Linked DNA regions of Sus scrofa: region 2 is linked to region 1. A link is a contact called in public HiChIP or PLAC-seq data. All regions are on one chromosome and are shown on one strand. The core of a region is the stretch at or near the end of the contact, and the rest is flanking DNA. Distances in the headings are between cores, read along the strand shown.

Region 1 (5,605 bases), core at 1,633-4,132:
TTTATTTTTGTTTTTTTGTCTTTTTAGGGCCGCACCTGTGGCATATGGAGGTTGCCAGGCCAGGGGTCGAATTGGAGCTGCAGCTACCGGCCTAGGCCACAGCCACAGCAACGCTGGATCCGAGCCGTGCCTGCAATCTACACCACAGCCCATGGCAACACCAGATCCTTAACACACTGAGAGAGGTCGGGGATCGGACCTGCAACCTCATGGTTCCTAGTCGGATTCATTTCCGCTGAGCCAGAGGGAACTCCTCAATTGACTCTTTTATATTTATGATATCCTATCTTGTTTCATAGAAACAATATTTATTCTAATATGTGTATATTAATTATAGTTTTCTATCCCTGGTGGCTCCCTAAATAACTACATCAATTATAAAAGAGAGCTGCTTCTAACATTACTGAATACTTAGCATATGCCATGTACTATGTTAAGTATTTTACCATGTATTACCTAATTTAATCTCCACAACAATTCTAATGAAGTAAGCATATTTATTCAGTGTGCCTGTACAGAGAAGTAGGTTGCCAATGTTTACACAGTTAAAGGGCAGAACAGCAATTTGAATTCAGGGAGCACAACTTTAAAATGAACCTCTTGAACTATTACTCAATACTACTTCCTGAAGACACAGAGCTTTGTGAAAATACCATTACAAAAACAACAATTAGCCTACATTGGTTAAGAGTTATTTTGCAAATGTCCTAGAACTTGATGTAGGTTCTATCAGTTCGTTAGTTCTATTCAGTGACATGAAATACTTCCAAAAATAAACTATTCATGTGGCTGATAAATTACTGGGTTCATATGTGTGGTCAAGAAAAACAGGCCATGTTGCTTTCTACTTTTTTTGCTGCTACTGAACAACCAACCTGCCTGGTTATCTCAAATAGGTTATTCATAGAGAATGCAGTCAGGTGGGTATCAAATCATTTCCATTATTTGAAAAACAAGGGAGTCCTGTACTGGTGCAGCGGAAACGAATCCGACTAGTATCCGTGAGGATGCAGGTTCAATCCCTGGCCTCGCTCAGTGGGTTGGGGATCCAGCATTGCCATGAGCTGTGGTGTAGGTCACAGATGCAGCTCGGATCCCGCACTGCTGTGGCTGTGGTATAGGCTGGAGGCTGTAGCTCTGTTTCAACCCCTAGCCTGGGAATTTTCACATGCCACAGGTGCAGCCCTAAAAAAAAAAAGAAAGAAAGAAAAAGAAAAACAACATAAATCACACATTTTACTCATAGGAGTGTTTTTTTTTTTTCATTTCTGAGAATGCATATGTTCAACAAACCCAAAAGATACATATATAACATATATCCAGAATATATTTACACTGACGACAACAAAACACCCAGCAAAAATGAATTACCCCAGGGGTTATGGGGAATGTTGAGTAGTCATTCTCACTCTTTCCTACTTCTTAGTTGTTATCATTATTATTATTATTGGCTCTGACTGCAGCATGAGGAAGTTCCCAGGCCAGGGAAAGAACCCACACCAAAGCAGTGACCAGAGCCACAGCAGTAATAATGCCAGATCCTCAGCTGCTAAGCCATCGGGGAACTCCAGTTATTATTATTTTGTAATTTGCAAGCAGGAAAGCAAGGACAAGTTCTAGCCCTGGATGCTGCCCAGGCCACATGGCAGCCTTGCCCTATGTTCTGATCTGATCCATCCTAGGGCTGGATGGAATCCCATCCAGGGGCAGCTGGGGGAACAGGAGTTCCCGAGGGTTTCTCCTTGGGCTTCCCAGACTGCCCACTGATTCCCAGATTCAGACAGATGGGGAGGTCATCTGTGCCCAGAGTCTGCTTGGGCAAAAGAGAAGGAGACGGGAAGGGAGCCAACAGAAAGATGTGCTAAGAGGAAATATCTCATTCTTTCCCTCCGGATTCAATCACAATGAAAACAACGGCTCTCTCCCCTTCCATCAGTTCTTTGTCTCCTCTGCAGCCGCCTCCCTCACCAGCCCTGCTTGCGGGCTCCCAGGATGGCTCATCCATCTCTGCCTTCTGTCCCCAAGGTGCCCACAGACAACAAGACCTCTCTCTGCTCTCTGTGCCATAAGCAGTCTCACCATAGGAAGTGTTTTATCCATGAGTTTTCCTTACACACAAAGAAAAATAAATGAACTTGAAAATGATACTCTACCCTCCCCCAATTAATTCATCAGCAAGTGAGGACAATGGCTCTCACTCCGAAGAAACCATGAAATGAGGACAGTTTTCCAATGACTCACACTTTCTATTAGTAAATATTTCTCTTTCAGGAATATATGCATATACTAGTAAACAGTCTTCTTTTGGAAAACATCAGTTTAAGCAGAGGCAACCGACAAACAATACAAGAGCCTGTCTTTGCACCTCTGAACACACAGTGTTTCAGTTTTAGCTATTATAACGTGGTAATGTGGGTGTCGAGTCTTTTCCTTTGGACCCACTTTTGAATTATTATTGAGCTGAGCGCTAAGGCATCTTAAAAACATATCCTATTTCATAAACAACTATAGTTAGTTAAATAAAATATGCTGACATTTAAAAATAGCAGCAACTGGGAGCCAAACACCATGCCTGGAGTGTCAGTTTTCTACCATCTCACTCAGAAAGAAAAAAAAATAAATAAACAGACAAGTTTCAGAAGTCCACAAAACCTCTTTCCTATATAACCTTCGATACAACATGGGTACGTGCCAGCCTTCCCCACAAGTCCATGCTGCGGTGTATGGTGTAAGCGAGACCTTGTTAGGTCACATAATTGATGGTAGTTGGCAGCACACTGGGACACAAAAGCTACAGTATCCACCTTGACCGAAACAGACTGGCTGTGCCCTTGCTGAAAAGTCATGACAGCCGTTCAAGGCTCTGCAAGCGGCACTTCAAAGTCTGCCGCGCACATACGGAGCAGCGAGCCAAGGTCCTCAGCGGGGATCAAGAGCGTAACGCTCTCAATACCCTTGTGGCATTTTGGAAGTGACAGAGGTTTCGGAGCTTCCCACTGCTCTGTGTCCCACTTCATATCTACGGTGGGCTCTTTTCCTAACATTCTGACACCTCCTTTGCACCAGAATGTGACTGACACAGGTAGGAGGACGCCCATTTCACAGGTGGGGAAACCATGAGTGAGGAAAGGTAACTAAGCTCATTTGTATCATTTTTTTTAGATTCTCCATATGCCTGGTATCATATGAAAAAAGGATACAAATGAATGCATTTACAAAACAGAAACAGTCTCCCAGACATGGACAACATAGGCAATTCCTTGTCCTGGGCGCCCTGAAGGCTTTCTCCCCTCCACCCTGGCTCTGACACCCTGCATGGGGGCATCCCCACCCCCCACAGTCTGATGCCCTTATCACCAGCTCTGGTTTCCACTCACTGCACAGAACCATCTGCCCCAGCACCCATACAGCCTCTGTCTTCCTGCACTGAGCCACTGTGGCTGCCTGCCTCACAGACCCAAGGTCAAGACACCAGCATCTTGTCCAATAGCTTTCGGAGTGAACTGTTCAGGAAGGAGAGGAAGAGAAATCACTTGGCTTATTTCTAAACAGAATATATAAATTCACTAAATGGAACACATACATTTCTATGAACTTATACTCACTATTTTCAGCCTTCCCTATCAGCTTTCTGAGAATGAGCTAAAGAGGGGTTTCTTTATAACTTCAAAATGTGGCAAACTGGACGTTCCCATTGTGGCGCAGCAGAAATGAATCCGACTAGTATCCATGAGGATGTGGATTTGATCCCTGGCCTGCTCAGTGGGTTGGGGATCTGGCCTTGCCATGAGTTGTGGGGTAGGTCACAGACGCACCTCGGATCCTGCGTTGCTGTGGCTGTGCCATAGGTCAGCAGCTGTAGCTCTGATTCGACCCCTAGCCTGAGAACTCCCATATGCCACACATGCATCCATAAAAAGCAAAAAAAAAAAAAAGAAAGAAAGAAAGAAAGAAAAAGAAACAACACAAAATAAAATGTGGCAAAAGATAAAAAGGTCTCAGGACTGGGCATCAATGTTCTATTTCTCCTTTTCTATACATATATCTCTGCTACTAAATCTCTACTGCTCAAAGACAGATATCAGAGGCACCAAAATAAAGCTAGAGCTGCGAATGAAACTAAATTTTCAGAGATTATTTTAAATAAGGGCTAACTAAATTAATCTTAAGGTTTTTTTCCTAAGAAAATGTGCTGTGAGCCAGTTGAGAATGAAGCAAAGTAGTCAGAAAACACAGACAAGAGCCTCAGTTTGATCTTACCCTTGAGAAGATGTTTTCCAGGGAGCTAGTTAAGGATCTCTTAGCTTTATTTTTCAGGATGTCAAGTTTGAACCTTCCACTGCTCGTCGAATTTTCCGGGATTGTACTACTGGAAATAGTCTAGAGAAAGAAACACATCAATTTTCGTTTGGAAATACCCAAGGTTAAATGAAGCTTTAAAGACAGGCTTATGATAGGTCATTAAAAAGCACAGGAATTCTTCTCTAGCTCTGTTAGGAAGTAAGAAGTTGGGATTCACAATGTGAACATAAAAATTATATGGAAAAGGGGTTCAATTATTAATATTGTAAGTAATAAAAAGACAGAAATAAGACCTTTCTGCTAAGACATTCCTCCTGTGTTTAACAAAAATTAATCTTGAGATGTCAATGTTTATGGCTGTCATTCTGATTAACAACGATAACCATCCCTTTCCAAGTTGCCTGTATGTCCAAATTAGCAGGAAAAACAAGAAATAGGTTTCAAAGAACAAAGTATCTTCTAGTAAAGCCGGATTCTTCTAATGCCTTTGTTGTAATTCCATTTTCATGTGTGAGTGGGTCATTTATCTTTTCAACAAATATTCACCAATAGTACTAGACTGCATGAGAATCTACAGTGTATCCACTCTATTTGGTTCTCTAAACATTTTATTTCATATAGAGATAAGAAGCCACTATGTACATATGTATATTCCCTGGTTCGTTCGTTCGTTCGTTCGTTCGTTCGTTCTTTCTTTCTTTCTTTCTTTCTTTCGTTCGTTCTTCCTTCCTTCCTTCCTTTCTTTCTTTTTTTTTCCCGTCTTTTTAGAGCCACACCTGTGCCATATGGAAGTTCCCAGGCCAGGGGTTGAATCTGAGCTGCAGCTGCCAGTGTATGCTACAGCCACAACAACAAGGATCTGAGCCACATATGTGACCTTCACCACAACTCATGGCAACACTGGATCCTTACCCCACTGATCAAGGCCAGGGATTGAACCCGCATCTTCCTGAATACTAGTTGGGTTCATTAACTGCTGAGCTACAACAGGAACTCCTTCCCCGGTTCTTAGTGCCAGGAAACTTCCGAGAGAGAAGCCTTCTCCTTTGCTTGGGGAGGGAATATAGGACACAAAGCCACACCTAAGTATCAAATATGGAGCCAGGAGTGGTGGGTCTCGTTGGTCAAGAAGAAAAGGGTACTTTGATGGAGTGTATGAAAAAAAAAAAAAAGCAAAAATAGGTCAAGGCGAAACCTTCTCACCGATGGGCCTTCCCCAATGTGAATGTGTGTCCTCTGCTTGGCTTCACAGAGCTGCCTCAGATGTAAAATGACAAGTTCATTCTCCTCCTGGTCATTGATG
Region 2 (5,605 bases), core at 2,218-4,717, 200 kb after region 1:
AATCTTCAAAAGCATACTTAAAAACAAATATTTTAAGAAATTTTCAAAAGCATACTTAAAAGCAAATATTTTAATCAAGTATTTTTTAAAACCATGATACATATTTTTTATAATGCACAATGGACTTAATAAAATTTTAACTGATCCTCTTCACCAATGCTTATAACTTAGTAGACATTACTTCTTAATTTTCCACTATATATGGAATTCAAATATATATGAATGCATTTTTAGTCTTATAAAGCAATATGGATAATACCTGTTGTCAATACATATTGATAATGGCAGGTGTATGATATAACAGATATGGCATTATTCACCATTTCTTTATTGACTGCTATTCACTTTCCTTTATTTTGCTTTTTTGCCACTGGAAATGGTACAATAAATATCTTCATATAAATATCTTGTGTGGCTCAAGTTTAAACACTCCAAAAATCTTACCAGCTTACCACAGTAAGTTTGTTTCTAGCTCACATCACTGCCTGGTGCAAAATCAGGCTGCTAGCACGAGGAGCTGGCCTCCAATCGTAATTCAGGGATTCATCTTATGGTTTCACTACCTCAGATTCCTTCATTTCCAGCAGCCAACATGGCAGAGAGCTTGGAAGACAAGGAAAGATTTATGACAAAGACTGGATGTGGCTTGGGGCACTTCTGCACAGATTTCACTGGCTACAACCCAATCACAAGCTCCCAACCTAACTGCAAGGGAGGCTAGGAAATGCAGTCTTCCTGTATGCCCCAACAGGAACTGGATGAACGGTTAGCCAGTTTTGCAAATATTTTTACATATTGGTGGCTTTATTCCAAAGCATCTATTTCTAGACTGAAATTTCCGATTGTGAAATTTCTACATGGCATGTACGTGTATCTTCCTGCAAAAAGAACAAAATAACCCTTATTTCTGTCAGCAGAACAGAAATACTCAGCGCTATTCTTTTTTTTTCTTTTTCAGCCACAGCCACAGCATATGGAAGTTCCCGGGCCAGGGATCAAATCCGAGCCGCAGCTGCAACCTACACCACAGCTATGGCAACGTGGGATCCTTAACCCATTGTGTCACAGTGGGAACTCTGTCAACACCATTCTTGCTTTTCTAAATCTCTCCTCCATAGGTGCTAAAAGACTAGAAGCTCAATTGTCCAGATACCTGTATTAAACGGGTCCTGGTTTAACTTTCACCAGTGAGAGGCAATCTCACGGAAATGAGGAAGGGTTTTTTATTTCATCATAACATGCTGACTGATGGCAGAAATGGCCTGTAGAGAGTGTGCGGAGATTAGTGGGAGCTTTCCTGAAATTCCTGCTTTACTGGATTTTCAAGAGCCAGCAATGATTTCTCCTGACTTGTTCCCTCAGTCCCACAGTTGAGTAAGCATCTCGTTTCTTGTATAAAAGCCCTTCCTATTTAAAACAGTTAAAGCAATTTGTTTTCCAAACCGAGAACTGACTTACACATCAACCTAGCATTTGTCTTTTGTTTTTGTTCATGGTCTATTTTTCCCTACATATAACTTTTTAATTTTATATTTCAATTATATTTATATTTGCTATTATAGATGGGGAGTTGCTATCTTCCTAAGCCTGAGTTAACATAAATATCCTGTAAAATTTCTCATTTTTATCTTTTTTATTTAGGTCAGTAGTCCATCTGGAACTTACTTTTGCATATGTTGTGAAGGGTTACTAGCACATATTAAATAAATCCTGTTTTCTCATCCAACTGAAATACCATCCTTGCCCTAAATGTCTTGATCTATTTCTAGGCCACCTAGTTGACTCCAGGGACCTGTTTATTCCTAAGCAATGATATACAGTGTTGACTGCTGTAGCTTTATAAAATATTTTAACAACAGATTTAAAAATATAAATCCAACAGAGATCATCTAACATAATAACCTGGGCTACCAGATTAATTTAGGTATATGTAAACTCAGAATAAAACCTATTTTTGTAAATCTGTGCACATATTTGAAATTTCTACAAATATTAATAACAGAAACATCTGAATGCTTGGCTAACGTAAGGAAAACAATGATCAATCCTAACCTGGTCCAAATGTTTGAGAAGGAGCAGCCTCACTCTTCTCACTGATTGCGTTTATGACAAGTGAATGTTATAAAACTGAGTTTGTAATGTTACCCTAATCAAACACTACTTTTGTCATTTATAGATACTTTATAAGACTATATATAAAGGACTCTATATAAGGTTTTATTTATAAAGGGTAACATTACCTGTAATTTTTAAAACTATTGGCCTAATACATAAATTTGTGTTGCTTTTAATATCATTCCACTGTATGATTTAAAAATATAATTCACATACCACAAAGTTTACCCTTTAAAGTGTTCGGTTTCAGTGGCTCTTGGTACATTCACAAAGTTGTGCATCAATCACAACTTTGTAATTCCTGTTTGTCTGATTTTGATTATTTAAAAAAATGGAAAACCAAAAGTGTAACTTTCATTCAATAAATATCATTTGATCCTTAGGCAGTGTGGTTGCAGAAAGTGAAGTCCATGATTTTAGAATGGTAGCAATTCATCAACCAAGTAATTAGCTTTCACACAGTTTCCATAATTGCAGCAATTTCCTTGAACTGTCTGTAGAAATTCTGGAGAGAAAGGGGAAAAAATAACATTAATTTTGCTTTTTTAGAGGCTATTTATATCACTCTTTTAATTACAGCTGACCAACAGAAGCTCTATAACATACTAAGTTTGAATTTTAATGTTATACCCTCAGCTATCATTATTGGAAGGTTACATAAGAAAAAAACAGGTGCAATTTGGTGCAAGCAAAAATACTACTATAGAGTTGGGTAACTGGCTCAGGACTAAATGTTTTAAAAGCACCCAACAAAGTTCTCTGAGATCACACCAGAAAGATTTATTAAATACCCAGCACTGTTCTAGACAATGAAGATTTTTAAAAATGATAGAATGGTTCCTAGACTTTGAACCACTTTTAATTTAGTGAAAGATGGCATTTCAGGGTGATAGGGGCTGTCCTGTCAATTACAGTAAGAGAGACCCAACACCAACAATCACTTATATGATAGAAGCTTTATTTCTGTTTTATTTAAAAACTAAGCTACCATGGTGGTTCTCCTACAGAAGTCACGCTTTTTGAAGCCTCAGATAAAAGAGGGATCGAACAAATTCTGTTTTCCTTTCTTCTCCTCTATCTGCCAAGAAGTAGTAGAAGGCGAATTTGATACCATCTCATGATTTATTTACATCCTTGTTTTTCCTTCTCATCTGGACTTAATTCTATAAATTGCTACTTAAAAGAGTATCTGTCTTTTGTTTTAATGTTTATGTAAATCTGTTATGAGGTGAAGGAGAAAGTTATTATTTCCTTAAAAATAGATACTGATGATCATAACTTCAGGTACTAGAAAGATATAAATTAAAAGCTCAAAGAATGTTCCTTGGCTCTCAGTCCTGTAATGTGACTAACAGGCTCTGTTTGCCTGGTTAGCTTTAGCCACATAAAAACTACCTTTAAAAAAGTAGCCTCATTTGTGATTTTTTTTTTCCCCAGTGAGAAAAAAAAAGAAAAAAATTAGAAGTGGAATCGGGAAGCACAAATGCTGCAAGAAAAATAAGAATTAGAGTGGGATTATGAATTACGAAAGGACTGAAACCATATTCCTTTTTTTGTTTTTTTGGTTTATTTTTGCTTTTTTTTAGGACCACACCTGAGGCATATGAAGGTTCCCAGGCTAGGGGTCAAACCGGAACTGCAGCCGCCAGCCTACGCCACAGTCACTGTAACGCAGGATCTGAGCCACGCCTGCAACCTACACAGCTCACAGCCACGCCAGATCCTTAACCCACTGAGCAAGGCCAGGGATTGAACCCACATACTCATGGATACTAGTTGGGTTCATTACTGCTGAGCTACAACGGAAACTCCCTATATTCCTTTTTGAAGTGGATTTTGTCCCTACATTCAGTTGAAAGCTACTCATATATCACCATATGCTACCTTTATTTCCTTTCGACCAAGTCCTAATTCTTCCAAGATACCACTTAGCATTAAAATGTTGACTGCCTTTTTTGTTCTAAAGCAGATATATCTGTTCTAAAAGAAAGAAATGATAAACAACTTTTCTTGCATTTTTATGTCATCTATATATATTTTTGGTGAAATATTTATTCACGCCTTTTGCCCATGTCCTAACTGAATTTTATTTTATTTTATTTGTTTTTATCTTTTCTAGAGCCACTCCCCCGGCACATGGAGGTTCCCAGGCTAGGGGTCTAATCAGAGCTGTAGCCACTGGCCTACACCACAGCCACAGCAACTCGGGATCGGAGCCGCGTCTGCGACCTACACCACAACTCACGGCAACGCCAGATCCTTAACCCACTGAGCAAGGCCAGGGATCGAACCTGCAACCTCATGGTTCCTAGCCGGATTCGTTAACCACTGGGCCATGACGGGAACTCCTGTAACTGAATTTTAAATACATATATATATATATATATTTTTAGGGCTGCACTTGTGGCATATGAAGGTCCCAGGCCAGGGGTCTTCTTTTGCTTTTGTTGTTGTTGTTTTCTTGGAATTATGTTTTTACTTTTTTTACTGTAAGGTTTTGAGACATCTTTATACATTTTACCAATTTTTTTTTTTTTGTCTTTTTGGCATTTCTTGGGCCGCTCCCACGGCATATGGAGGTTCCCAGGCTAGGGGTCCAATCAGAGCTGCAGCCACCAGCCTATGCCAGAGTCACAGCAACGCGGGATCCGAGCCGCGTCTGCAACCTACACCACAGCTCACGGCAACGCCGGATCGTTAACCCACTGAGCAAGGGCAGGGATCGAACCCGCAACCTCATGGTTCCTAGTCGGATTCGTTAACCACTGCGCCACGACGGGAACTCCTCTTTATACATTTTAGATACTAGTCCTTTGTTAGAGATGTCATTGGCAAATATTTTCTCCTACTCTGTAGCTTATCTTTTCATCCTCTTACCAAGGTCTTCTACAGAGTAGAAGTTTTTAATTTTGATAAAATCCAATTTTCAATTTTTCCTTTTATAGACTGAGCTTTTGGTGTCCAGTCAAAGAATTCTTTGCCTAGGCCTTGATCCTCATTTCTTTTGTTTCTTTTTCAAAATTTCATTGTGCATTTTACATTTAGGTCCATGATCTCTCTTGAGTCTGCTTTTTACATAAAATATATACAGAAGGCATATAAGCACAAGAAAAGTTGTTTAACATCATTAGCCATTAGGGAACTATAAATTCAAACCATGAGATATCACTGCATACCTATCAGAATAGCTAGATTTATTTTAAAAGTGACAAGACCAAATGCTTCAAGAGTGTGGAAAAACGGGATTATTCTGACATTGCCAGTGGGAATGTGAAATAGCACAGCCACTCTGAAAAACTGCTTGGCAGTTTCTGGGGAAAAAAAAAAAAGCATGTTGCAACTACCATAGGACCTATCATTTACATTCTTGAGCATTTATCTCTAATGACATGAATTTATGTGTGCACAGAAACCTGCACATACATACATATATATAAATATATATTTATAACAGCTTTATTCGTAATAGCCCCAAACTAGAAACAACCCA

Evidence for each region. HiChIP or PLAC-seq counts read pairs in DNA pulled down with a chosen protein or histone mark.
Region 2: a contact with region 1 is called in an H3K27ac HiChIP or PLAC-seq map of skeletal muscle. The contact joins two enhancer-like sites. A contact is called at or near these places in 1 of 47 Hi-C or Micro-C datasets (skeletal muscle) and 2 of 2 datasets of contacts at active chromatin or transcription factors (alveolar macrophages and skeletal muscle).

The regions. Positions count from the first base shown.
Region 1 is chr11:47,599,344-47,604,948 of Sscrofa11.1, forward strand. It overlaps TBC1D4 (TBC1 domain family member 4), which reads right to left. Exons shown (of 20, transcript XM_021065670.1): 7 at 5,506-5,605; 8 at 4,261-4,380. Among named protein-coding and RNA genes, the nearest start is that of TBC1D4, 160 kb to the right of the region's middle. Within about 2 kb of position 2,883, at least 6 of the 83 cell types and tissues checked have an H3K27ac peak or open chromatin away from gene starts, as enhancers often do. A contact at or near this core is called in skeletal muscle, where this site is marked.
Region 2 is chr11:47,794,159-47,799,763 of Sscrofa11.1, forward strand. COMMD6 (COMM domain containing 6) reads right to left here. Exons shown (of 4, transcript NM_001267850.1): 4 at 952-2,620. The coding sequence ends at 2,570. Among named protein-coding and RNA genes, the nearest start is that of COMMD6, 22 kb to the right of the region's middle. Within about 2 kb of position 3,468, at least 1 of the 83 cell types and tissues checked has an H3K27ac peak or open chromatin away from gene starts, as enhancers often do. A contact at or near this core is called in skeletal muscle, where this site is marked.